Linked DNA regions of Mus musculus: regions 2, 3, 4, 5 and 6 are each linked to region 1. The links are chromatin contacts, called in public HiChIP or PLAC-seq maps. All regions are on one chromosome and are shown on one strand. Each heading gives the region's core, a stretch centred on a gene start, on an enhancer-like site or on the middle of the called end of the contact. The rest is flanking DNA. Distances are from core to core; before and after follow the strand shown. Region 1 holds the start of Ttc28 (tetratricopeptide repeat domain 28). Region 2 overlaps Ttc28 (tetratricopeptide repeat domain 28). Region 3 overlaps Ttc28 (tetratricopeptide repeat domain 28). Region 4 overlaps Ttc28 (tetratricopeptide repeat domain 28). Region 5 overlaps Ttc28 (tetratricopeptide repeat domain 28). Region 6 overlaps Ttc28 (tetratricopeptide repeat domain 28).

Region 1 (3,514 bases), core at 274-2,773:
TTTACCTCGAAAAACAAAATACTAGAATAATAATGTTCTTAAATGAAGATAAGGAAATAGTACATTTTTAAAATTCAGATTTAATTATTTTATTTTATTTTATTGTGTGTGTATGTGTGTGTGTGTGTGTGTGTGTGTGTGTGTGTGTGTGTGTGTGCTTTTTTGCACCTGGCAGGGAGGTCAAAGGACAACTTGCCAGAGTCCAGTCTATCCTACTGTGTGAGTCCCAGGAATCCAACCCGGGTGCTCAGGCATGGTAGCAGACCCCTTTACCCACTGAGACGTCTATCTATCTCCCTGACCCTCAGAATTTAATCGATATACAGAGCTGACCCTTTATACCCTGCCAGGATACTAGCTGACCCTAATCAACATATACCTTGTTCTTTTTTACTAAAGTACACTGGGAATATCACATTATAAATAGCGACAAAAGTTAACCCGGGTGCTGAGAAAAATCATATGAAGTTAAGACTGACAGATGTTTATCTCAAATGACATCTTAAGTGTCTCAAGGGCTCCTAAATTGCAACCCCAGGATCATTCAGTCCTACAAATACATACTGAACATCTACTACATACTAGGTACCATGCAGGGAAAGTTGTCTGCTTATGGGACACTTTACAGCTCGCCAGACACCGCCCCCCATCCCACCCCCAGTCACAGCTTTGAAAACTTGCTAAAAATTCAAATTTTCCTTCTCTGCCTTGGGAAACCACTTTGTGCGTGTGTCTCTTGGTGCAGTATGTGGCTCCAGATTATTACTTTATACCCCGGCTAGTTAGTGGCTTGAAAACACACCACAGAGTAGAGGGAGAAAGACTACACTACTCCAGCCAGGAAAAAGTCCATTTTGCTCAGCATCCCTCACTCTGAGAGACACACCCAAACACTTGGAAGCCCAGGTAGACCTAAAGCTCTCCAGTACCTGCTTGTGGTGAGACACCAACAACCTTGTAGCCTTCTAGGGACCAAAAGCCCACTCCCTAGCAACCACACCTGGGATGGGGACCCCCGAGCCTCCCAGCCGCCCCGGTGGACTCGGATGCCCCCGCCCCGCACCCCAGCCCCGTCCCGCTCCGAGGGGGCGGGGTCGAGGAAGAGGAGGTGCGGGAGATTAGGTGCCCAGTGCATTCCAAGCACACAGCCGTGGAAACTGAGGCAGGCAGGCAGATGATGCACAGGGTCTGCCTAATGATTCGCTGCGGGGCTCGAACCCTGACGAGCGGAGGGGCCTCCGCCTGCAGGTCATCGTCGGCCGCCGAGGCCCGGCCCGGCTCGCACCGACAGAGTTTCACAAAGAAAGTCTCCCGGCCCGCGCCCCGCTCACACTCACCGGCGCCGGCGGAGACTCCGGCTCCCGCCGCCTGCGGCTCCGCGCCGAGGCCGGCTCGGGCGCCAGAGGCGGCGGCTGTTCCATCCCCGCGGGGCCCGTCGGCGTCTGCCTAGAGCTAACGGTCCCGCCAGCTAGGCGCGCGCACCGCTCCCGCGCGCCATGTTCCTGCCGTGCCGCGCGCCGCCGAGCGCCCCCGCCCTCACCGCGCACGCGCCCGCGCGCCCGCCGAGACAGCTCGCACCGCGCAAGTGCGTTCCCGGCCTGAGCCCTCCCGGAGCTGTTCGCTCGCTGTTCCCGGCTCTGCGCGGCCCCCCGCCGCACTGCGGACCACCCGGAGGGCACCACGCGGGGCCCGGCCCGTGAAGGCGCCAGAGTAGAGTGACTCGGCGAACGCTGGCCTCCTTGGCCTGTGTCGGCGCCCTCCCTTATCTAGCTAGGATCGAATCTTCAGAAACCCACCTCCTGCATCCAAGGATGCTGTCCTTACTGAGTGGCTCTCTGGAAGGTCAGACCTTGTGTTTCGAGCAGTTAAGAACCGAGGGATCCCTGGAAAAAGTGCAGCGCCTCGTCTCCTTAAAAACTGTGAACTTGGAGCTGGAGAGATGGCTCAGCGGTTAAAAGCACTGGTTGCTCTTCTAGAGAACCAGGATTCAATTCCCATCACCCATATGACAACACACAATTGCAACTCCAGTTTCAGGGAATCTGACAGCCTCACACCCATATGTATGCAGACAAAACACCAATGCACATTACATTAAAAAAAAAAAAAAAAAAAAAAAACTAGCACTCGGGAGGCAGAGGCAGGCGGATTTCTGGCTACCTCAAAGCGTGCACTACTGCCTCGTTACTCTTGGAACTTTTACATACTTGTTTGTTCCTCTCATCTTTATCATACACAGTGATGAGAACTTAACCTAGTAAACAAAAAAGAATATTCCTGATGATTTTTTCTTTTGTTTTGTTTGAGACAGGGTTTCTCTGTGTAGCCCTGGCTGTCCTAGAACTCACTCTGTAGACCAGGCTGGCCTCGAACTCAGAAATCCGCCTGCCTCTGCCTCCCGAGTGCTGGGTTTAAAGGCCTGCACCACCACTGATCATGTAACTGAGTCCTGAACATTCCTGATCATGTAACAGAGTCCGGGAAAGGTCTCTCTCACCTTCAGGCATACCTTTCTGCCTTGGATCTTGTCTACCTGGATCAAATATGACATGAGTCTTCAGTCTGTGATTCTTGTGCAGTCTTTCCACAGAGGGACTATGATGGTTTGTATATTCTTGGGCCAGGGAGTGGCACCATTTGGAGGTGTGACCTGGTTGGAACAGATGTGGCCTGGTTGGAGTAGGTGTGTCACTGTGGGTATGAGTTTAAGATCCTCACCCTAGTTGCCTGAAAGTCAGTCTTCCACTAGCAGCCTTTGGATGAAGACATAGAACTCTCAGCTCTGCCTGTGCCATGCCTGCCTGGATTCTGCTGTGCTCCCTCTTTGATGATAATGGACTGAAGCACTGAACCTGTAAGCCAGCCCCAATTAAATGTTGTTTTTCATAAGCGTTGCCTTGGTCACGGTGTCTGTTCACAGCAATAAAACCCTAAGACAGGAACCAATCTACTGAAGAAAAGGGTTCCCAGAGTCTGTTAGAGGGGCTCTTCCTGGTGCATATTAGCATATCAAAGTACATGCTAGCCCCTAGGCGCTCTCAGTTTAACAATTACTCTTGGCTCTTCTAGGCTAACAATGGGCTCTTCTTGGCTCTTCTCACCAGGCCCCCTACCTTAAACTTCTCCAGCTCTAGGACTTCCTTTCCCCTAGCTTCTCATTCCTCCAGAATCCTGCCATGCAGTCTTGGCACCCACTCTTTTGTCCTCCTTACCTTCATTGCATTAAATACTCAAGCCAACTCATTTCCCATTTGTCCTCTGCACTGGACCAGCGGAACCTCAGAACGGCCTCCCAAGGGAGTGAGCCTACCAACAGCCATTCACAGGAACAACTGTTTGCTCATGAATGTCCTCTCCTGGTGGAGTTTCTGAAGCAAAGTGCTCAATGTAGCTTAGCCAATAAGCTACAATGTGAGCAGTCATCAATTAGCAAAGTTACAATGGGTCAGAAACAAACAAACAAGCAAACTAAAGTTGCTATTAGAATTGTCCTGCAGGTGTTCCTGTGAACTCC
Region 2 (3,514 bases), core at 408-2,907, 410 kb before region 1:
CAAAGATTGGAACTCACCTGAAAGACGAAATTGCCTGTTCTCTTTGTAAAAGGATCTCTCCCCCCCCCCCTCTCTCTCTCTCTCCCTCTCCCTCTCCCTCTCCCTCTCTCTCTCTCTCTCTTACAGTATCAGCAAGCTAGCAAGATGTCACACATCTGCCAGTGTCCTACTGTGCCTTGAGCTCAGCCTCTGTAGCTGCTGTGCCTCCTCCTCCTCCTCCTCTCTCTTCGGGAGCTATGCTTCTGCCTCCTGGCTGCCTTCCAGTTTGACCATGCGAGGACTTTGCGTTTCTCCTATGCAGTGTCTCATGTTCAATGCACATGAGCATTTCTGGGCATGCGTGCTCCTCGTATGGCTTCTGACGTATCTCTGGTTACAGCGCCCCTCCTGCCCATCCCATCAGCCCTGTGCTTCTGACAGCCCGAGCTGTTCTGAGCTGCAGCCTCTGCTGCTTTCTTGATTCAGCCTTGCCTGTCTGAGTGTCTCCTCTGATTTCCCGACTTGCCTTCCCAACTTCTTGTGCCCAGAGTTGACCCATGTCGCTCGCAGCTTAGAGCTGCAGCCTCCTCCGGGGTTGTGGATTCTTGCAATTACATATAGAACTTTTAAAAAGGATTCATGTATGTATGTATGGGTACTTTGCATGTACATCTGCACAACAGAAGATGGCATCAGATAGTTGTGAGCTGCCATGTGGGTGCTGGGAATTGAACTCAGGACCTTTTGAAGAGCAATGAGTGCTCTTAACCACTGAGCCACTCTCCAGCTCCAGTATAAGAAAAAATTTAAGCCCCTATATTCCACTTATTTTGTGGAATTACAGTTGTTGTTTTTAAAGACAGGGTTTTTCTGTTATGTCCCTGAACTCCCTTTCTGTTATGCCCCAGGCTGGCCTCGAACGCAGAGATCTGCCTATGTCTGCCTTCCAAGTTCTGGGGCATGCACCACTATGGCCAGCCCAGTTTTATTCTTAGGACTTTACTCACAGCTGGTGTTCTGTACCCTACCTGTGGGTTCCTCATCTATGGGTTCAACCAATCATGAATTAAGTTTTGGGAACATGTGTCTAGATGCCCCCTATGCCGTCCCTACTCCCTGACTACACAGCTCAGCAACTACCATAGCAGGTTCTCAGGCCAGTGGGTCATCGGCAGTTACCCGCCCCGAGTAAGGCTTACAGGAGGATGTGCCTGGCTTAAGTATGGAGACAGGCACTTGAGTTCAGGGAGCCCAAGATGCTTGCTGTCTTCAGTGTTTTTGTTTTATTGGGGTCCACTGTGTCAGCTTCCAGAAGTCTAGAAAAAGGCTATATACTTAAGAGACACTGAAGCAAGCTCAGGGTGGCTGGAGGTATCCATGGACATTGTGGTGTGTGCTTTCTCCTGGTGGTTCTGGGGGTGCGACCAGGAGCCTCACACTTTCTAGAACAGTGCTCTCACAACTCGACCCAGCCTGTATTTTTGTATTGATTACTTCTGTGTCAGGGAATGAATGCACTTGGAATTGAGGAGCCACAGTGCGTACGTGCCCCTTTGTGATGAGTAGCGCGGCACACTGTGACCATTGTGGTGGGGACTGGTGCTCTCTGCTACTGTCTGGGAGTGAGCGTGTGGTCTGCATGTGTGCTGTGTTCATGAACACCCTCCACGTGCACATGAGGAGCGTGGCTTCACTGCTCACAGCAGGTTTCCCATTCGCTGGATTGTATAACCTACCACATACCCTGGTATTTTGGCTGTGTAGGGTTATGGGATGAAGTCTCCCTTTATGATGGGACATTTCTCAGTACTGGATTGTCTGTCTTCTCTATGTGAGTTTTGAAGGCTTCGTTGTCAACGTTTTTGCCTTTCTGCTACGCCCATCGTGAGGCAGCAGGGCCAGTTTTCCCTGCTGTTTCTTTTTGCTGGAGTTTTTCCACCCTCAGTTATGAGCCATCTGGGGCTGTGCTGCAGTGAGCCTTGCAAACGGCACGGGCAGGACAGCAATGTTTTATACATTGCTGCTTAATATTTTCGCTGTCACCCAGTGGAGACAGCTCCCGCACCTCGCTGTCCGACTCGCTAGCTTTGTGCCTCTCCACACAAAGGATGGTTTTCTCCCTGAAAAGGTTCCTTGAAAGTTTCTTGGAGGAGGCGGGCGGGGGGGGGGGGTTCCCGGGTGGCTAAAATCTGTTTGATGTGTTTTCCCTCCCACGTAGCCGTTCAACAGTAGACATCATTGGCTCTCCACCGTGAGTCTACAAGAGCCACAGTGCTGACCATCTAAGGTCCTGTGTATGGCTAGAGTACCAGGTGCAAGTGCCCCTTTCTCTCTTCCTACGGTGCACTCAGGTGTGTGCTCATTTGTAAACATGGTCACTCTGGAATTGTGGGAAAGGGATAGAAAGAGACTCGGAGACAGCATTTAAAACTGACAGGCTCATGCTTTAATAGACACTGAATCACAAAGGAAGGGCCAAGCGCCCTGCAGCCTCAATAAAAATATGGAGTTCTTTTTACATGGCAAAATTTCATAATATAAAAAGTTTAATGCTGTCTGGAAATTGTGTAATTTACAAAAAAGAGTCCATGTAGGCCAAAGGTGGCTAACAATGCATATAAGGAGAGTGAATGCCAAGTAGGGAGGTGCCCAGGACAACGGGGAGGGTGGGTGGGTGAGTGCTGGCATGGACGTCTCTAGGATCCTCTACAAACAGGCCCAGTTCACAAGCCAGGAGTACAGTGTGTGAGGGGAAGCTGCACTGTTGCCATTTGCCCGTTTGCAAGGTGCTGAGGACCACTGTGCCCGGCAGCACCTCACCAGTGACCCACTGATCAGTGTGGACTGATTTTTCTTTCTTTCTTTCTTTTTTAAAGGGGGAGGAAGGTGAGACCTGTGCACTGGTGCAGAAACAATGTGTAAGTTTTGGTGGGTGATTTTCTTGGGTGTGTTTGCAGTTAGGAGTCATTGCTGGTGAAAACTGGGGCAGCCTACGGCCTTGCTGTGTGGTCCCACCAGGCTCCCAGAGGAGGCTTCTGCTGGTCTGGAGCATATCTTTGTCTGGTAGGGCAGGGTAGAACATTTAAGGAAAAAATGTATTAAAAACTTTTTTTTTTTTAAATTTCCTGAGCTTAAGGGGATGTCTCTCTACTACCAGCAAAGGGGAAACAGAGACCGATTTTGTAACTTTGACTCAGATCTGTTGGCTTGAAGAGCCAAGAGCTAGGTCGGAGCCACCTCCACCAAGTGTGAGGCCTCGCTGAGGCTTTGGGCCCAATGGGCCAGTCGGTCTCCCCTGCTTCCTTGAATACTTCCTGGCCTTTTTTTTTTTTTTCAGTTATGTGTATCAGGAGTTGCCAACCTTTCTTTTAAGAGGCTGGGTAACAGGTGACTTCAGGCTTTGTGAACCAAGAGGCAAAAATCAGGATTTCTGCTGTACTCATTAACCATTTTAAAAGGTAAAATCCATTGCTGACTTACTGCCAAGACAAACAAATAGAACTTCAAACTCATTCACCAGCCTTAGCTGTGGGTC
Region 3 (3,514 bases), core at 562-3,061, 360 kb before region 1:
GAAGAGGACAAGGAGAGCCTGCACTCTCTGGATGGCTGGGAGCTCCGGGTCCTTTAGTGAAAGCCACACCCCTCCTCCTGCAGCCAGGTGCTGCGGGTGGAAGCCCTGTGCCTGGTCCCCTTATGGCCTCCTAAACCACAGGCAAATCCCTGGCGCTGCCTTACAGGCTCAGCTCTGTTTTTTCTGCTTGTCAGGATTTCTGTGTCTTATCTTTGTATGTTTCCTCTCTCTCTATGCTACTGCTACAAAAACCCCGTGAGAATTTACTGCTCAATAACAGCCACACAGCTAGCATTAGGCAGAGACAGGGCTGGGCCAATTTATTCATTTCTTTTTCTTGTATGAAGAAACAAGGGTCCATACCATATAGTAAGGTGTGCACTGGCTTCCTCTCAGCAGCACCAGTACCCAGAGGAGAAAGGAAGAGTGAGTGTGTGTGTGTGTGTGTGTGTGTGTGTGTGTGTGAGAGAGAGAGAGAGAGAGAGAGAGAGAGAGAAAAGAGAGACTGAGTCTTTGTGTGTGCATGTGTATGTATGTGTGTATGAATTTGTGTGTATGTGTCTGTGTATGAATGTGAGTATGAGTTTGTATGTGTGCGCGTGCATGTGTGTGGATGTGAGTGTGAGTCTGTGAGTGTGAGTGTGTGTGAGTGTGTGTGTGTGTGTGTGTGTGTGTGTGTGTGTGTGTGTGTGTGTGTACAGATAATGGTCTGGTAGACTGATTTCAGTATCTTCTGTGCTCTGGAATACTGAACAGGGACTATTTAGAGAAGGGGAGGCGGGCCAGTTTGATGCCTGTCATTCACCAAACAGTCGAGCTCTGTGAAGTTCATTCCCTTGTAACCTCTGACCTGTGTGCACAAGGACAGGGATTCTGTATCCCCTTTGGTCCCCTGTGGCCCAACAGCACCTGGCCAACAGGAATGCGCAGTCACCCCACTGGGAGAGTTCTTCCAAAACTGCCCATGCTGTTTTCTCACGCAAGTCCCCAAGGCTGCACTCACTAGAGCCCCCCTCGTTTATCTCATCTCTGCTGCCTGATCGGATGCTAATTTTCATGTTTCTGGGACCGAATGTCTGACAAATGCAACTTAACTAAGAGAGGGAGAATTTATTCTGGCACAGTGGGGCCTGTGGTGACAAGCATGAGGTCACCAGTCACATTGTGTCTGCAATCAAGAAGCACAGAGTGGACAGAAAGTGGGGCCAGACTCCGTGACCTCAAGGCGCACCCCCAGTTGCCTACTCCCTCCAGTGAGACTATACCTCCTTAAAGTTCTCACCACCTTCTAAAACAATGCAACCTATTTGGGGTCCAGGAGCCCGTGGGGCATAGATTTCTTATTCAAGCCACAAAGCGCTTCTGCTTGCTCTCGATGAGTGAGACTTGGTGTTGCAGTGTCCTGGCAGCTCCAGTTCCATCTCTGTTAACACTGCTGTCAGCCCCGGGCAACACTAGGAAGTTCTCAAAGGCAGGAAAACTATCACATCAGAGATCTGAAGAGTCTTGGTAGATCATCCTGACGGGAGCAATCCCGTAGTCGGCACCCTGCCTCTGACCCCAGATGACCCCTCAGTCTTTGAGGCTGCAGTGATTAAAACCAGCTGCTCTGGCACCGTGAAGGGGACCCTGCTCTGCTCTGTGCCCCACACACTTTGCTCTCCACCCCTCCTCTGATCCACAAGGGCTTCAAGTCTCCACTGCTTTAAAATTGCTTCTGTCTTTCAAATATGCCACGGAGCCAAGCCTGTTTCAGGGCTGAGCAGAAATTGCCGAGGCAATCACACAGGGGAGCTGCGTGCAAGACTGACAGAGCCTGCCCGTGTCGGAAACGGAGCCGGTGATGCTGGAGGAAGGCTGGGCTTCTCAGAGAAGACCTAGGGCAATACATTCAGTTTTTGAAAATAATTTTTCAAACCAAAGAACTTTTGCTTCTCAACGAGAAGAGCCATTCTCCCGTTCTCAGATTTGTTGTCCTAAGATACTTTAATCAACAGAGGTGTCAGCCTGCTCGGTAACAGGCTCTCTCTGTTTTCCCATCTTGCACACTGTGTTTTCGTCTGCTGCACTCCTAAGATCAGTGAGACTAACCAATACCCAGTAGAACAAATGCACGCTTCAGAAGAGGAAAATAAAAGTCTACCACAGTTTGCAAAAGGACAGCAGCCTCTGGGAAGATGATCACGGAGGCCTTGTGCTTGGCTCCCTTCTTCCTCTCAGCAATGTGAGCATGTGGCTCCCCAACCCTAGATGGCTGCCAGCACCCAACTTTGAGAGCCTTCACTGAAGGCCACATTTCAAGTCTAGGTCATGATTCAGGTACCTGGGGGCCGTGGGCAACTCCCCAAGCCATGTTGAGCTTCAGTTGGAAGCCTGGGGATGCAGCCACGCTGAGCAGGTTCAGGCACCTGTGGGTGGACAGAAGAGGCCTCAAAGAGGCAATTTCTCTCCTCTTTAGCCAGGAGGAAGAAAAGATAGGTCTCATTGGAGAGGAAGAGGCCAAACACAAACATTAGCTGCACACACATGCGTGGTCCAGCCGGAAACCCCGGAGTGGCCGGTTACCGCTGCTACCTCCTGTGCAGTGAGATTGACGCTGAGTGTTAGTACTACAGGATGAGCAAGAGGGCCATCCTTGTGCTTCCAAAGACAGCTACACATGCAGCTTTCCCCACTCTCCCAACTCTAACTCTGTGTCCTTTGAAGACAGCCATTCTACATTCAAGACCCCTGTAGTTCAAAGTCACCATTCACTGACAACCTGCTTTTTTATCTCTAGGGGTTAAAACTCAACATTGAATCAAGGCAAGCAGCAGCAGGCAGGAAGAAAAAATACAAAAAAAAAAAAAAATTACCCCAGAAGAAAAATGCATGACAGCCATTGTGAAACCAGGACATTGAGCGGACACGGACACCCCCTCCTCCTTTTTCGGTCTGTGCCGTCTGCAGCTATCTTTCTTTGGAGATGATGATTTTTCATATCTGTAGCCGGGCACTTTAGACAATGGCTGAGAATCTTTCCCGCCCTTGGATTTAATGCATTATGACAACACAGTACTGACGTGGGGGTACGGGGTACCCTGTGTGGGGCAGGGGGAGGCATGGTCCCAGTCAGGGAATATTCAGAGTGACTGTGATCCGGGTGCCACCTTGGGGAAAGTGGCCAAACCAGTCTGTACTCTCAGTGGGCTTTGAAGCCCCACAGAGGAGCCAGACATTACTAATCAAACTCACAGAGTACCCAGAATGGACACAAACAGGTCTGAGAGAAGAAAACAGAGGTAGGAAATCCACACAGAAAACGTGCTCACACCGAATGCAGTCTTTTCTGCAATAACCCCTCAGATCTCCTGAGTTCTATACCTGGCTGTGGTGTCCAAGGCAACAACAGGAGAGGGACAAAAGGAGGAAGCGATGGCTTCAAGTGGATTAGGGTCTGGCTTTGTTTCTCCACCTCACCTCCATGGAGGAAGGTGGTCTCCAACTTTCAGTGAGAATCGGCAGTGAGGGTGGC
Region 4 (3,514 bases), core at 607-3,106, 340 kb before region 1:
GGAGGATGGCTTTCCACATTTCAAACTACCAGGGAAACCCAACAGATTTGATGACAAAAAAATGAGAATGTTTTACAAATAAACACACAAAATTAAAGGGCAAACACAACACACTAGAAAATATGTGAAAACATAGGAAAAATTGTAGCAGCTGCTGTGAAAATTTGTTGTAAAAATTCACTGTTGGCTTAAAAAGAAAAAAAAAATCAAGATCTCAATGTACTCAAATAGTCAAAGAATAATAAATGTCAGCAGACAACTCAGCTGGAGAGACACAAGAGAGGAGTGGGGGGCACTAGTTTCCTTTAATAATCAATGAGATGCAAAATAAACCAACCCTGAAGAACCATTTTACCCACACTAAATTAGCAAGTAAAAACTTGGAGCGCCCCCTGTACTGATGATGCCCCCAAACTGGTGGACACGCCAGCTGTTGTGTGTACATGGAAGCAAGGACCGTAGAAGCATCGTGGCGTGCAGTCGGGTGGGCTCTGCTCTGACCCGCAGTCATCAACTGGACAGACAAAGCGGCCAAGTGTGCATGCGAGGGGTCAGAACTCTGACCGCACAGGACAAGTGACATTCCTGGGGTTGTGTCCAGTCATGGAGCTGAGAATGTCGCCAGCTTTCTCTTCGAAGGGGCACAGTTTCCAGAGCCTGGCAGGGTTGGAGAACTAGGAAATGTCCCTTCAGTGTAGTAGGCCCTTTAGTGGTGGGAATATGGGGACACTGCGGTTAAAGACCTGCCTTGAGCCAGTCCTCCTAAACTGCCTTCAGGTGTCATGGTTTCAACCATCCTTGTACAAAATGAATCATATACTTCCTTTCTCCTTTCTAAAATGGGTCAGAGGATCTGCCCAACCAAGGATCGCTGTGAGTGCAAGCCCTGCCTGGCCTTGCTCCTGCCCCACCTCCTATGATACCTCTGCCCTCAGTGATCTCTGAATAGCCTCTGGAGTCTACTGCAACATTTTAGGCACCTATATGATCGCTTGCTGGTTGGGATATAAGAGGAGGAAAGACTGAGAGTGTAGCTCTCCCTATCTGCCAACACAAGGCCTTGCTACTGCTACCCTCCTGTGGGAAAAGCTAAACCCCATTTCCCTAGAACCCCAGCCTCAGGAAAACATCCAGCTTTAGACAAAGTCTAAAGTCGTGTTTTACAGGCACACCTCCACCCTACTCAGTTGAGTGTCCTGGAGATAGACAGACAGACAGACCTGTAATGAGTCTGAGGTCTTTCTTGTTTTTGTTTTAAAATCAAAAGTCTTTCCCCACCCCCTTTAAAAACAATAAGGTCAGATTATAATCATCCCAGAGACATGGAGTGCTGGCCATAGTGGGGCATGCCTGTAATCCCAGCACCCAAGAGGTATAGGCAGGAGGGTTGTAAGTTTGAGGCCAGCCTGGGCAACAGGAGACTCTCAAAAACAGACAAAGAAAGGAAGAAAAGCAATAAGCAACCTGTGTATCTTGCTTTGTGAATAACACCCAAGACGGTGTGGCTAATGCACAAGGCGGCGGCAGGAGAGTTTCTTTCTCTTACTCTGGCCTAAGGGTCTGGGCTGGGAGCAGCAAGCAGTCAGGATAGAAATGGCTGCCCGGGGTTGCAATGATTTGTGAGGGAAGCTGCCTGCTGGTTATAGCAAACCGATCTGGTCTCCAGACAGCTGCTGCTGCTTCCTTATCTTCCACTGGCCCACAGAGAACCAGAGGAGGGCTTTCAAAATTACAGCTTCCACACACACACAGAGAAAAGCAGGGCTGGCCTGGCTGAGCTGCCCTCTCCCTCCACTGGCTGGTGTCTCCCTTGGCGGATTCAGGCAGCTGCCAGCCTGGGGCGTTCGTTCTGTGGGGACAGTGTGGCCTCTTGGCAGCTGTTCTCTTTGTTGAAGCCACATAAGAGCATCCGGAGAGCAGCACAGAATGGCTGCGCTCACGCTGAGGGGCTAATGTGCGGCTCCTCCTGCCCTTTCTTGGATGCCACTCAGATGAGGAGGTACAGAGGGGCTGTCAGCAGGGATGCCCTCCGTGACAATAGGCTGCGGGGAGGGAATTAAATGAAGATTAGTGGGACAGACAGGCCTCACAAAGCTGGGCCCTCACCAGGGCTGTGGGAGAGGACACGTGGTTAGGATGTATACATGGTCACTGTGGGTCTCCGCCATGGGCTTTCTGTGTGGGAATACTAATGTCTACTTCAAAGGCTGTGGCAAGGGCCACGAGGGCATGCTTAGCACACTCAGTGGGACTGGGTCAGACCAGACAGAGAATATTTCCACTAAGATGGCACCCCTGCCAGTTGAGCAGGGAATGCTGGTGGCTTCTCATTTGAGCTCGCTGGGACCAGGGCCTCAGTTCTTATGCACACAGCACAGAGACCAGTCATACTTCATATTGATTGCTACCAGTGCCTAGCTGGGATTTTAGAGCTGACCTGCTCTTTCCTCTGCCTTCAAGCAGACAAGAGTTCGGCCATCCGCGTGGGAAACTCGAGGTCTGGGGAACAGGAAAGACACGTTCGCCACCCCAGGCTCACCCTGTGAAGGTTGTGAGTCTCAGGGAGGAGAGGGGAGCGGCCAGCAGAATTCATGGACCCCTGTCCCCTTGGCTGTACTAGTCTACCTGCCTCCAGACAGAGCGGGACCTGGCACAGCAGTCAGGCTGAGTAAGGTCCTCCTCGGTGGGACTGTCCACAGATGAAACAGCTCCAGTGTCCCCGCTGTTTGACATATCCTAGGTATTGGGGGAGACTTGGGGTGTTTAAGCAAATAGAGGAAACAAGATGAGGAAAATCAGGCCATCAGCACGGGCACGGGAGTTGTTACACTAGTCTGCTAACAGTTAAATAATAAAGCGAGGCAGGCACGTTGGCACTGTGTGCTCTGTGTGGCCCCCTTTGGATCAGGAGGCTCTTTAGAGTAATCAAGGCCTGCTGCAGGCCTAAGCACATTTTCCCATTTTGGGGATCTCGGAAGAGGAAGTGATCGCTAGGCTGGTCGCTAGGCTCTCCAGGTTACCAGGTCTCGTGCCTACCACAAGACACTGCATGCAGATTTCACACGGGATAACCAGTACTGTGTCCTACGTTAGCTCACGGCCGTGACCTTTAGCCTTATAGGCTGGCGCACACCTTGTCTGGAGTTGGAGGGGACATGGCACTGCATCTGCTCTTTCTGGTGCCTCTGGACAGCAGATGTGGTCCCGAGATCCGTCCCTATCGGCTGGATCTCTGCCTCAAGTTTTCACATGCACCACGTCTACGTGGTTTTGAAAATATCTCGGAGCTTGGGGTATGGATGTGGGGGACGGGCCTAGTCAGACAACAGATGGCTCAAAACAAAGGTGCAAGAGCAGGCGCTAGAACTGGCCATGTCCTTGTAGGTAGCTTGCTGTTATTTTTTTTTTTTACCAAGGTTGGACAGCAAAGTATATTTTCAAACAGGGTGGTGGTGTAACTCCAAAACCACTTATCATATGACTTTATCAGCTGCAAGTGTCTTACAGAGAGGCA
Region 5 (3,514 bases), core at 381-2,880, 320 kb before region 1:
TGTCACATATAGGAAGACATTTTACAAGCGAAAACAGCAAAGCCACAAAGTCAGCTAGCCATCATGAGCCCCAAGTATCTGCTTCCACTACAGTCTCTTCATTCTGAGTTCCATGGTGACCTCAGCCACGGCACAGCACATATGCCCATGCGTTGCTTTGAGAGTGAGTCCTTTGTGCATGGGTGGCAGTCAGAACGAGAAACTGGCACATACTTCAAGTAGTTTACCTTTCTCCAGGAAGGAAAAGAGCAGCCAGCTCAACAGGACTGCACACAGAATCCCGAAGCCCCAGGAGAGGGAGGCTGGAGAAGAAGGGCTTAGTACAGAGTTCAGCGTCACGCCACGGGCCCTGCATCACAGACAGGATTTCGTGGGTTCTCCGTGGGCACAAAGGCAATGTGGATGCCTCTCTTCATCAGGCACATGAGAAGTACCAGAGCTGTGAGGCAGACAGTGCCAGCTCGCCTGACGGAGCCACGACCTGGGGGCCACCATCTGTTTTGCTAAGGCGACAGTCTGGAATTTCTGGTTGAACTCCAGGTCTCCTTATTGTGAGGCTTCACTAGTTTTACCGAGTCGCAGAGCAGATTATGGGTCCCCCCAGAGCACCCCCAGCAGCTGGGCCGAGTTATAAGCTGTCTTTGTCTTATTCAGTGTCCCATAATGGATTTGCTAGAACATACCATCTGAACCAGGGAAATGCAATTACTGACTGCCGTTGCTTCCAGTAAGTGGCCAACTCTGCCAATCTGGCTTAAGAATGTAGCCCGTTAAGCTCTGCCACAGGGGCTGTTCTGATGAGGGCCTGTTTCACAGGCGCTGGGCACATGGCAGAGCCCTTGTCCCACTTTTTAACTGCTTTTGGAGACGTTCTGAGTGGCACCAGTGAAATTTTCCCTGGCAAATGAAAGTGCTCCCTCCCCCAGGGCAACCAGCTCTCCAGCAGGACGGGGAGGGCAGCATCTCTGCACACCCAAGCCACCGAGCGGCAGCCTGAGATGCCTGGAAGTCAAGTGGGGACACGCTGAGTCAGCACTAGTGACTAAAAGTCGCCTCCTGGCTTTCCTCCAGTTCTGGGGGTGCATACTCTGCCTCAGGAGGAGCCTCTGGAAAAGTGACTTTTTGAAGTCACCATGAAATTAACAATTATGCTGCAAAGAATCTTAAACATGGAGTCTCTGTCAATTTCACTCATGTGCGTGTGCGTGTGCATGTGTGTGTGTGTGTGTGTGTGTGAGTGTGTGAGGTGGTTGCACTGTGAGGTCCGGCAGGATCTCCTGGTGGGTGGGCAGGCACACCACCTGTGAGGTGGAGATGACAGTGAGGACCATGGGAAGCCGTGCCACAGAAAATGAACTCCTTTTCTGGGTTTCCTGGTAGCTGTGCCTCACTGTCCGCATTCCTCCGGCACGCCAGTTGAGCTCTCTTAAGAGCTTAGCTGTTTCTTCAGGGAGGCTCAGTGAGCTCCAGCTCTGGCTTTAGACAGCTGCCGCTCTTCCCCATGCTCTCTATGGGACCCCGACGACGCCCCCCCCCCCCCCCCCGGTCTTTGAGGCTCCTGTTCCTGATGGTAACAAGCCTGTGTGTGTTTTCAACGCAATAATGAACACTGCGTGAGAAGCTACACCAGGCACACCCAGGCACTTGGTAAGTGTCAAGTCTTTATTCCGAGCCACTTCAAAGGTGTGTGGAGCTTCCTCAAAGGCCTTTTCATTTCCCCTTTGTGGAAACTGTTATTTGAATACCTCAAAAAGCAGAGCCAGCACCAGTTTCCTGAGGCTGGATGTTAAACACAGGAGGAACAGGCCATTAAGTTCATGTACTGAAAGGAAGGAGCAGTGTGCTATCCTAGTGATTTTCTTGTCCAGAGTCATAAATATTAGCACTCTTCAAACTTGCACAAAGGTCCCATTGTACCCACGCTTTGAGAACTTCTTGGATCAAGATCCAAAAGGTTAATATATTATTTAGTTACCTTGCTAATCAGACTGTCTTATACAGCTGTAGGGCAAGGGACTGTGTAAAGGGAGGAGAAAAATCTGCTTAATTTAGCACTACTAACTGAAGGAATAAAATTAAAATGGTACGATAAAATCCAGTTGCTGCCTGATGCTTTAACTATTTCCCAAGCTCACTGTATTTCTAGCTCATTTCAAAGGTTTGAGGTTGGGTAGATGCCTCCGTGGGTAAGGGCACTTTCTATGCAGGCATGAGGATCGGAGTTCAAATCCCCAGACCCCATGAAAAATGCATTGTGGCTGCACACACCTGTGAGTCCGCCCACACTGCGAGAGGGAGCTATGGTGAATTACTAGAGCTTGCTGGTCACAGGCCTCGCTCCAGGCTCAGCGAGACCCCACCTCAAGGAAGTCAAATGGACAGTTACAGGACACCTGACGTCCTTCTCGGGTCTCTGTGTGTGTTTGTATACACACACCTGAACGTGTATATGCCTATATACTGTCCCCATACCATATAATATACCACACGTATGCAACATATGATATACTACATAGTTGTGATGCACCGCACAATATATTGTATGCACTGCACACACTCAACACAATACAGCATACGTACAAATAAAAAAATTGAAATAAAGAAAAGGTTTGGGCTAGAGAGATGGTTCCAGTATTAAGACAGAGTTCTGTTCTTGAAGAAGCCCCTCATTTCTGCCATGACCTCCGGCTCCAGGGGACCTGACACCTCTGACCTCAGGGACACCTGTACTCACCTGCATATACCCCATGCAGATGTACATACATATATAATCTTAAAACTTAACAAAAATTTAGGAGTCAAGGTCAGCTTCATATACATTCTCTGACCATGGAGCAAGCGGTGGCATTGGAGCCTTTTGTAGTTGGAAGTAGTGTGGGGGCTGTTTACACCAAAGGCAAGGTCAGGGTCCACAGCAGTGTCTGGGAATTGTTGCTGTTACCCAGCATGAGCCTTTTAGGCTCTGGGATCCCCAGCAGGACGGAAGCTGAGCTGGAGAATGAGGTACAGGCCTGAGCTCAGTGAGCAAGAAAGAGGGAAAGGGTGCGTGTGATTGGGTGAGTTAATGCTCAGAGTTTCCCAGCATGCGTGGCTTCCAGAAGTGTGCGATTAGGATTGGTTAACATCTGGCCTTTCCCAGCATGCTTGGGTCCTATCACCTCTGCCCCATTCAGACAGACAGACAGACACTGCCATGGCTTTGCAGTCCTCTGTGAGCACACACTGAAGTTTATTTGCCGCAGGGAAGGCCTGAGGGATGATGCCTTCAACTTGATTAGCTCATGGAGTGGTGGTGAGGAGGCAGGCTGCAGGGCGTGCTCTCTCTTCCTTGGTCCAGCCATTCTCTGCCATCTTAGGACACAACTAGGGAGGCCCTCGTCAGACTTATTCCCTTGATTTTAGACTTCCCAGTCTCCACAACAATGAGCTACACCAACTTGGATGATATATAACTTACATCGTCGGTGGTGTTCTGTGATGGGAACAGCAGGCAAACTATCGTACACACTCATTT
Region 6 (3,514 bases), core at 643-3,142, 280 kb before region 1:
TAAAATGATAAAGTCAGGCGATACATTGGACACAGAGAAGTACCATCAGTGGACAGAGTGTGCCCTTCAGAATTAAGCTAACTTGCTTCATGCTCTGGAGTGTCCGACACTATGCACTGCCTGCAGACCTTACCTGTGCACACACTCATCACTACACAGTCACCCTGCTTGCCCACCCACCACCATCTCATTCAGAAAAATCTTTAAATACCAGGAAGCTATCAGGTTCACTCATACTGGCAGGCACAGATATCCCCTGCCCCCATTCCAACTTCTCCTTACAACTTTGCAGTGATAACAAATGCCGTTGTCTTTAAGATGTCAGGCTTGCTAGTTCATTTTTTGATAAAAACGTCCCCAACATCCAAGTCAAGGAAACCATTTTTCTGCCACCCTTTTCACAGAAGACGATGTCCTGTGAGCTGCCACCCACAGTGTTCCAACCGTATGAGCTGGGAAACACATACAGTCACAGGTGGGGGTGGGGGTTCTACTGGAAGTGACTTTGGCTTTGGCTGTGGTGTAGCAGAGGCAAGCTGGGCCTCATACCCAGCTGACTACAGAGAATACTAGAAAGATGTGAGACTGGCAACATCCACAATTTTATTGCTTCATAGAGTGAGGGATAAGCAGACAGGCAGAAGGAAAGGCCACAGCTAGATACAAAGATGGCAGACTTCCAGCTTCTCTTGCATACTCCTGACCAGAGACCAGATTCCTGGCGGGTTTTTTCTCCAATCAATACAGTTTCCCGACCTGTGAGCAAATCTGAAAATGTTAAGGCCAGAATAGAATTACCCCAAAGTAGGGGGTCCATCAGCCTCCCTGTCTTTATTTAAACTGACCAATCCTAAATTAGGGAGGGAGACTCTCAAGGGACCCTGAGATCTCCAGTCTCAAGGTGTGATTGGACTTCAGCTTCCCAAGCCCCACCCCTTGCTGTGCGTGTGTGTGCGTGTGCGTGTGCGTGTGCGTGTGTGTGTGTGTGTGCGCGCGAGTGTTCAGTGTGTGTTTCCTCATTCCTAATAAAAGCCTTTCTTCACCAGCTGATTCAGTCTGCTGTCTGACATTTTCCTCCCCACTGCTACCTGTTGTGTGAGAGTTTTTAAATTGTCTTTTACTTTTTTTTAACTGACAGGGAAAATAAATCTGATCCAGACTCCTAACAAGTCGGGTGAGGACGCTCTTGGGAGAAAACCCTAAGCTCGTGGCAGAGAGGACAGAGAGGTTTATGCAGCCCATGCAGCTGCCTGGGTCACACTGAGACCTTCACAGGTGGGCCGCCCTGGCTTCTGGGCCAATATCAATAAATGTTTTTTTTTTTTTTTAACAATGCAAATGGCCTCTTTTATGAAGAAACTGACCTTGGAGCTTCCCTGGAAGGCTGGGGGTGGGGGGCTCAGAGCACACTGATGCTCTGCACAGTCCTGGACTCAGTAGATTTGAGCTCTATCCCAGGGGACCACTGGCCATGGGCTCCCGAGCATGCAGCTGGGCTGCTTTTAGCCTGGGACTATTTGGTTAACCAGTGATGGGAAAAGCACCAGACACAGAGAGCTACTGTAGAGAAGATCAGAGGAGCAGGCAACAAGTTGCAAACACTCAGAAGATGTTTACAGAATAATTTTTAGTCCTCTTCCTTGATGTAAGAGGGAGCTTATTCCATCCCACAGCTATCCTGAGGTCAGGGGAGGTAGGCAGCTCAGAGGACTGATTGTGAACTGGGACCCCCGACCCCCATCTGGGGCTCGAGTAAGAGATCGAGCCACACGGAAACGGGGGGGAGGGGTTAAAAAATGTTCTATGTGTATTCCGTCAGTAACCATGCCAACCGTCTCTGTCTACAGGAAGTGGGGGTGCCTCCTGAAGCTCCCCCATCACCACACTACAGACGCTCCCCCCACCTCCCCTAGGAAACCTGATTTTCATTTTCCCTTTGTTCTCTCCTGCGCACAGAGCTGCACTCGACATAATCTTTGTGATTTCAGACTTTCCCTACTCCAGCTGCTGTGACACATCTGGTGTCCTTTATCTGGGACACCTGCTTCAGGAGTTTGACAATCAAGGTGCTGACTCAGTTCTTTTCGGGGAACTAAAACTTTCTCGTTTCCTTAGGAGTGTTAGGCGTGAGGGACGAAATGTTTAGTAAAGCACAGTCACACATCTCGTTACCAGATGCCAGGCACTTATGCAGAGCAGGAGCTCAGACTGCAGTGTCTTGTTCAGCCCCGCCGAGACACTGTGTTAGTTATCTATTGCTGCGTAACAACACGTCCACAGACAGAGCCACTTAAAACAGCACGCATTCGTTGCTCTGTCTGGTGAGTCAGGAGTCCAGGCACAGCCTCGCTGGCTCCTGTGGGATGCCAGAGGCATTGTGAAGGCGGCATGAGCTCTCATTTGGAGACTGTGCCCAGGGGAAACCTGCTCCCCAGTCTGGGTAACACTCAGCCCCTTGTGATTATAAATCTCAGAGCTTCAGTATTTTGATGGCCATCAACGGAGACTTCCCTTGGCAACAGACATCCTGTCATCTGGAGATCCTACACATGGACACTGTAGCTACTGTTCCTTTGTATCCAACAGGGAGAGGGAGATTCCAGCAGGGCAGATGCTACAATGGTACACTAACCACACACACACACACACACACACACACCCCAAAAGTGCCAGCATATGCATGATTTGTTTGTGTGTGCATACTAACCTGTGTGTGTGCATGCATATAAGCCTGTGCATGTGTGTATATACAAGCCTGTGTGTGTGTGTATACAAGCCTGTGTGTGCATGTGTATACAATCCTGTGTGTGTGTATATGTGTGTATCTGTGTGTGTGCATGTGTGTGTGTGCACGTGTATACAAGCCTGACTGTGCATGTGCAGACGCCAGGAGGATATTGACTGAGGTCCTGCTTGATTGATCTCTGCTTCTCTCCCTTGAGTCAGGGTCTCTCAATCAGTCCGCAGCTAGGGTGGTGGCCAGCCAGCCCCAGAGACCTTCCTGTCCCCACTCCCAGCATGGGGGTTACAGGTATGTGGCCACACCCTGCTTTTTACAGGGATACTTGCATCTGAACTCAGCAATCATTCTTTACCCATGGGGTCATCTCTTTAGCACAATTTTGGCATGGCCTGTTGGGAAACTCCAAGGTCCTGCTCACCCCAGGAGAGGAGGGGTCAGACTAAAGCACTGTAATGGTTGATCTCCACTGAGGAGCTGGTGTGGGTGAGAGGCACTGAGGAGGTTGTTAGTGCTCACCTTTGATGTGTGAGAGGATTAAGTGCGGCCCTCTTCATGGGCAGCACCTTCCCACAGGTTGGGTGCTGAGATGGAGTGTAAGGGGGAGAAGGAGGAAACCTGCCAGGAGGACACCGTGCCTGCCGTGGCTGGAGCTGCTTAGAGCTGATGTAACCTCCCCACCATGATGGAGTGAACCCATGAGCCAAGATAAGTCGTCTTCCCTTAATGAGACTTTCTTGGGCATCTGTCACCACCACAGCAGTCGTCTGCCTG

What was found. HiChIP or PLAC-seq counts read pairs in DNA pulled down with a chosen protein or histone mark.
Region 2: an H3K4me3 HiChIP or PLAC-seq map of forebrain shows a contact between it and region 1, with 6 times the contacts expected there. The contact joins the enhancer-like site here to the promoter of Ttc28 in region 1. A contact is called at or near these places in 2 of 39 promoter capture datasets (both in embryonic stem cells), 1 of 15 datasets of contacts at CTCF or cohesin (pro-B cells), 2 of 484 Hi-C or Micro-C datasets (bone marrow-derived macrophages and nephron progenitors), 10 of 115 datasets of contacts at active chromatin or transcription factors (craniofacial prominence, embryonic basal ganglia, embryonic forebrain and 6 more) and 3 of 9 other capture datasets (adipose tissue, embryonic stem cells and macrophages).
Region 3: a contact with region 1 is called in an H3K4me3 HiChIP or PLAC-seq map of craniofacial prominence, with 3 times the contacts expected there. The contact joins the enhancer-like site here to the promoter of Ttc28 in region 1. A contact is called at or near these places in 2 of 39 promoter capture datasets (embryonic stem cells and hippocampal neurons), 4 of 484 Hi-C or Micro-C datasets (bone marrow-derived macrophages, colorectal tumor organoids and embryonic stem cells), 18 of 115 datasets of contacts at active chromatin or transcription factors (bone marrow-derived macrophages, craniofacial prominence, embryonic basal ganglia and 9 more) and 2 of 9 other capture datasets (adipose tissue and liver).
Region 4: a contact with region 1 is called in an H3K4me3 HiChIP or PLAC-seq map of embryonic basal ganglia, with 5 times the contacts expected there. The contact joins the enhancer-like site here to the promoter of Ttc28 in region 1. A contact is called at or near these places in 2 of 39 promoter capture datasets (embryonic stem cells and hippocampal neurons), 2 of 484 Hi-C or Micro-C datasets (adipose-derived mesenchymal stem cells and bone marrow-derived macrophages), 17 of 115 datasets of contacts at active chromatin or transcription factors (bone marrow-derived macrophages, craniofacial prominence, embryonic basal ganglia and 13 more) and 4 of 9 other capture datasets (adipose tissue, embryonic stem cells, liver and 1 more).
Region 5: a contact with region 1 is called in an H3K4me3 HiChIP or PLAC-seq map of embryonic forebrain, with 7 times the contacts expected there. The contact joins the enhancer-like site here to the promoter of Ttc28 in region 1. A contact is called at or near these places in 2 of 39 promoter capture datasets (both in embryonic stem cells), 2 of 484 Hi-C or Micro-C datasets (adipose-derived mesenchymal stem cells and bone marrow-derived macrophages), 15 of 115 datasets of contacts at active chromatin or transcription factors (bone marrow-derived macrophages, craniofacial prominence, embryonic basal ganglia and 12 more) and 4 of 9 other capture datasets (adipose tissue, embryonic stem cells, liver and 1 more).
Region 6: an H3K4me3 HiChIP or PLAC-seq map of stem cell-derived neural progenitor cells shows a contact between it and region 1, with 17 read pairs. The contact joins the enhancer-like site here to the promoter of Ttc28 in region 1. A contact is called at or near these places in 8 of 115 datasets of contacts at active chromatin or transcription factors (craniofacial prominence, embryonic basal ganglia, embryonic hindbrain and 5 more) and 2 of 9 other capture datasets (adipose tissue and liver).

Annotation. Positions count from the first base shown.
Region 1 is chr5:110,877,812-110,881,325 of GRCm38.p6, reverse strand. It overlaps Ttc28 (tetratricopeptide repeat domain 28), which reads right to left and starts at 1,523. Exons shown (of 23, transcript NM_001267622.1): 1 at 1,338-1,523. The coding sequence starts at 1,421.
Region 2 is chr5:111,288,669-111,292,182 of GRCm38.p6, reverse strand. It overlaps Ttc28 (tetratricopeptide repeat domain 28), which reads right to left. Exons shown (of 23, transcript NM_001267622.1): 23 at 2,403-3,514. Among named protein-coding and RNA genes, the nearest start is that of Pitpnb, 40 kb to the left of the region's middle. Within about 2 kb of position 1,657, at least 41 of the 459 cell types and tissues checked have an H3K27ac peak or open chromatin away from gene starts, as enhancers often do. A contact at or near this core is called in forebrain, where this site is marked.
Region 3 is chr5:111,241,923-111,245,436 of GRCm38.p6, reverse strand. The region is part of intron 12 of Ttc28 (tetratricopeptide repeat domain 28); the gene reads right to left. Among named protein-coding and RNA genes, the nearest start is that of Gm35628, 8.9 kb to the right of the region's middle. Within about 2 kb of position 1,811, at least 15 of the 459 cell types and tissues checked have an H3K27ac peak or open chromatin away from gene starts, as enhancers often do. A contact at or near this core is called in craniofacial prominence, where this site is marked.
Region 4 is chr5:111,219,338-111,222,851 of GRCm38.p6, reverse strand. The region is part of intron 6 of Ttc28 (tetratricopeptide repeat domain 28); the gene reads right to left. Among named protein-coding and RNA genes, the nearest start is that of Gm35628, 14 kb to the left of the region's middle. Within about 2 kb of position 1,856, at least 91 of the 459 cell types and tissues checked have an H3K27ac peak or open chromatin away from gene starts, as enhancers often do. A contact at or near this core is called in embryonic basal ganglia, embryonic forebrain and stem cell-derived neural progenitor cells, where this site is marked.
Region 5 is chr5:111,198,512-111,202,025 of GRCm38.p6, reverse strand. All of the region lies in intron 6 of Ttc28 (tetratricopeptide repeat domain 28), which reads right to left. Among named protein-coding and RNA genes, the nearest start is that of Gm35628, 35 kb to the left of the region's middle. Within about 2 kb of position 1,630, at least 84 of the 459 cell types and tissues checked have an H3K27ac peak or open chromatin away from gene starts, as enhancers often do. A contact at or near this core is called in adipose tissue, embryonic forebrain, forebrain and 3 more, where this site is marked.
Region 6 is chr5:111,158,504-111,162,017 of GRCm38.p6, reverse strand. The region is part of intron 5 of Ttc28 (tetratricopeptide repeat domain 28); the gene reads right to left. Among named protein-coding and RNA genes, the nearest start is that of Gm35628, 75 kb to the left of the region's middle. Within about 2 kb of position 1,892, at least 64 of the 459 cell types and tissues checked have an H3K27ac peak or open chromatin away from gene starts, as enhancers often do. A contact at or near this core is called in memory CD8 T cells and stem cell-derived neural progenitor cells, where this site is marked.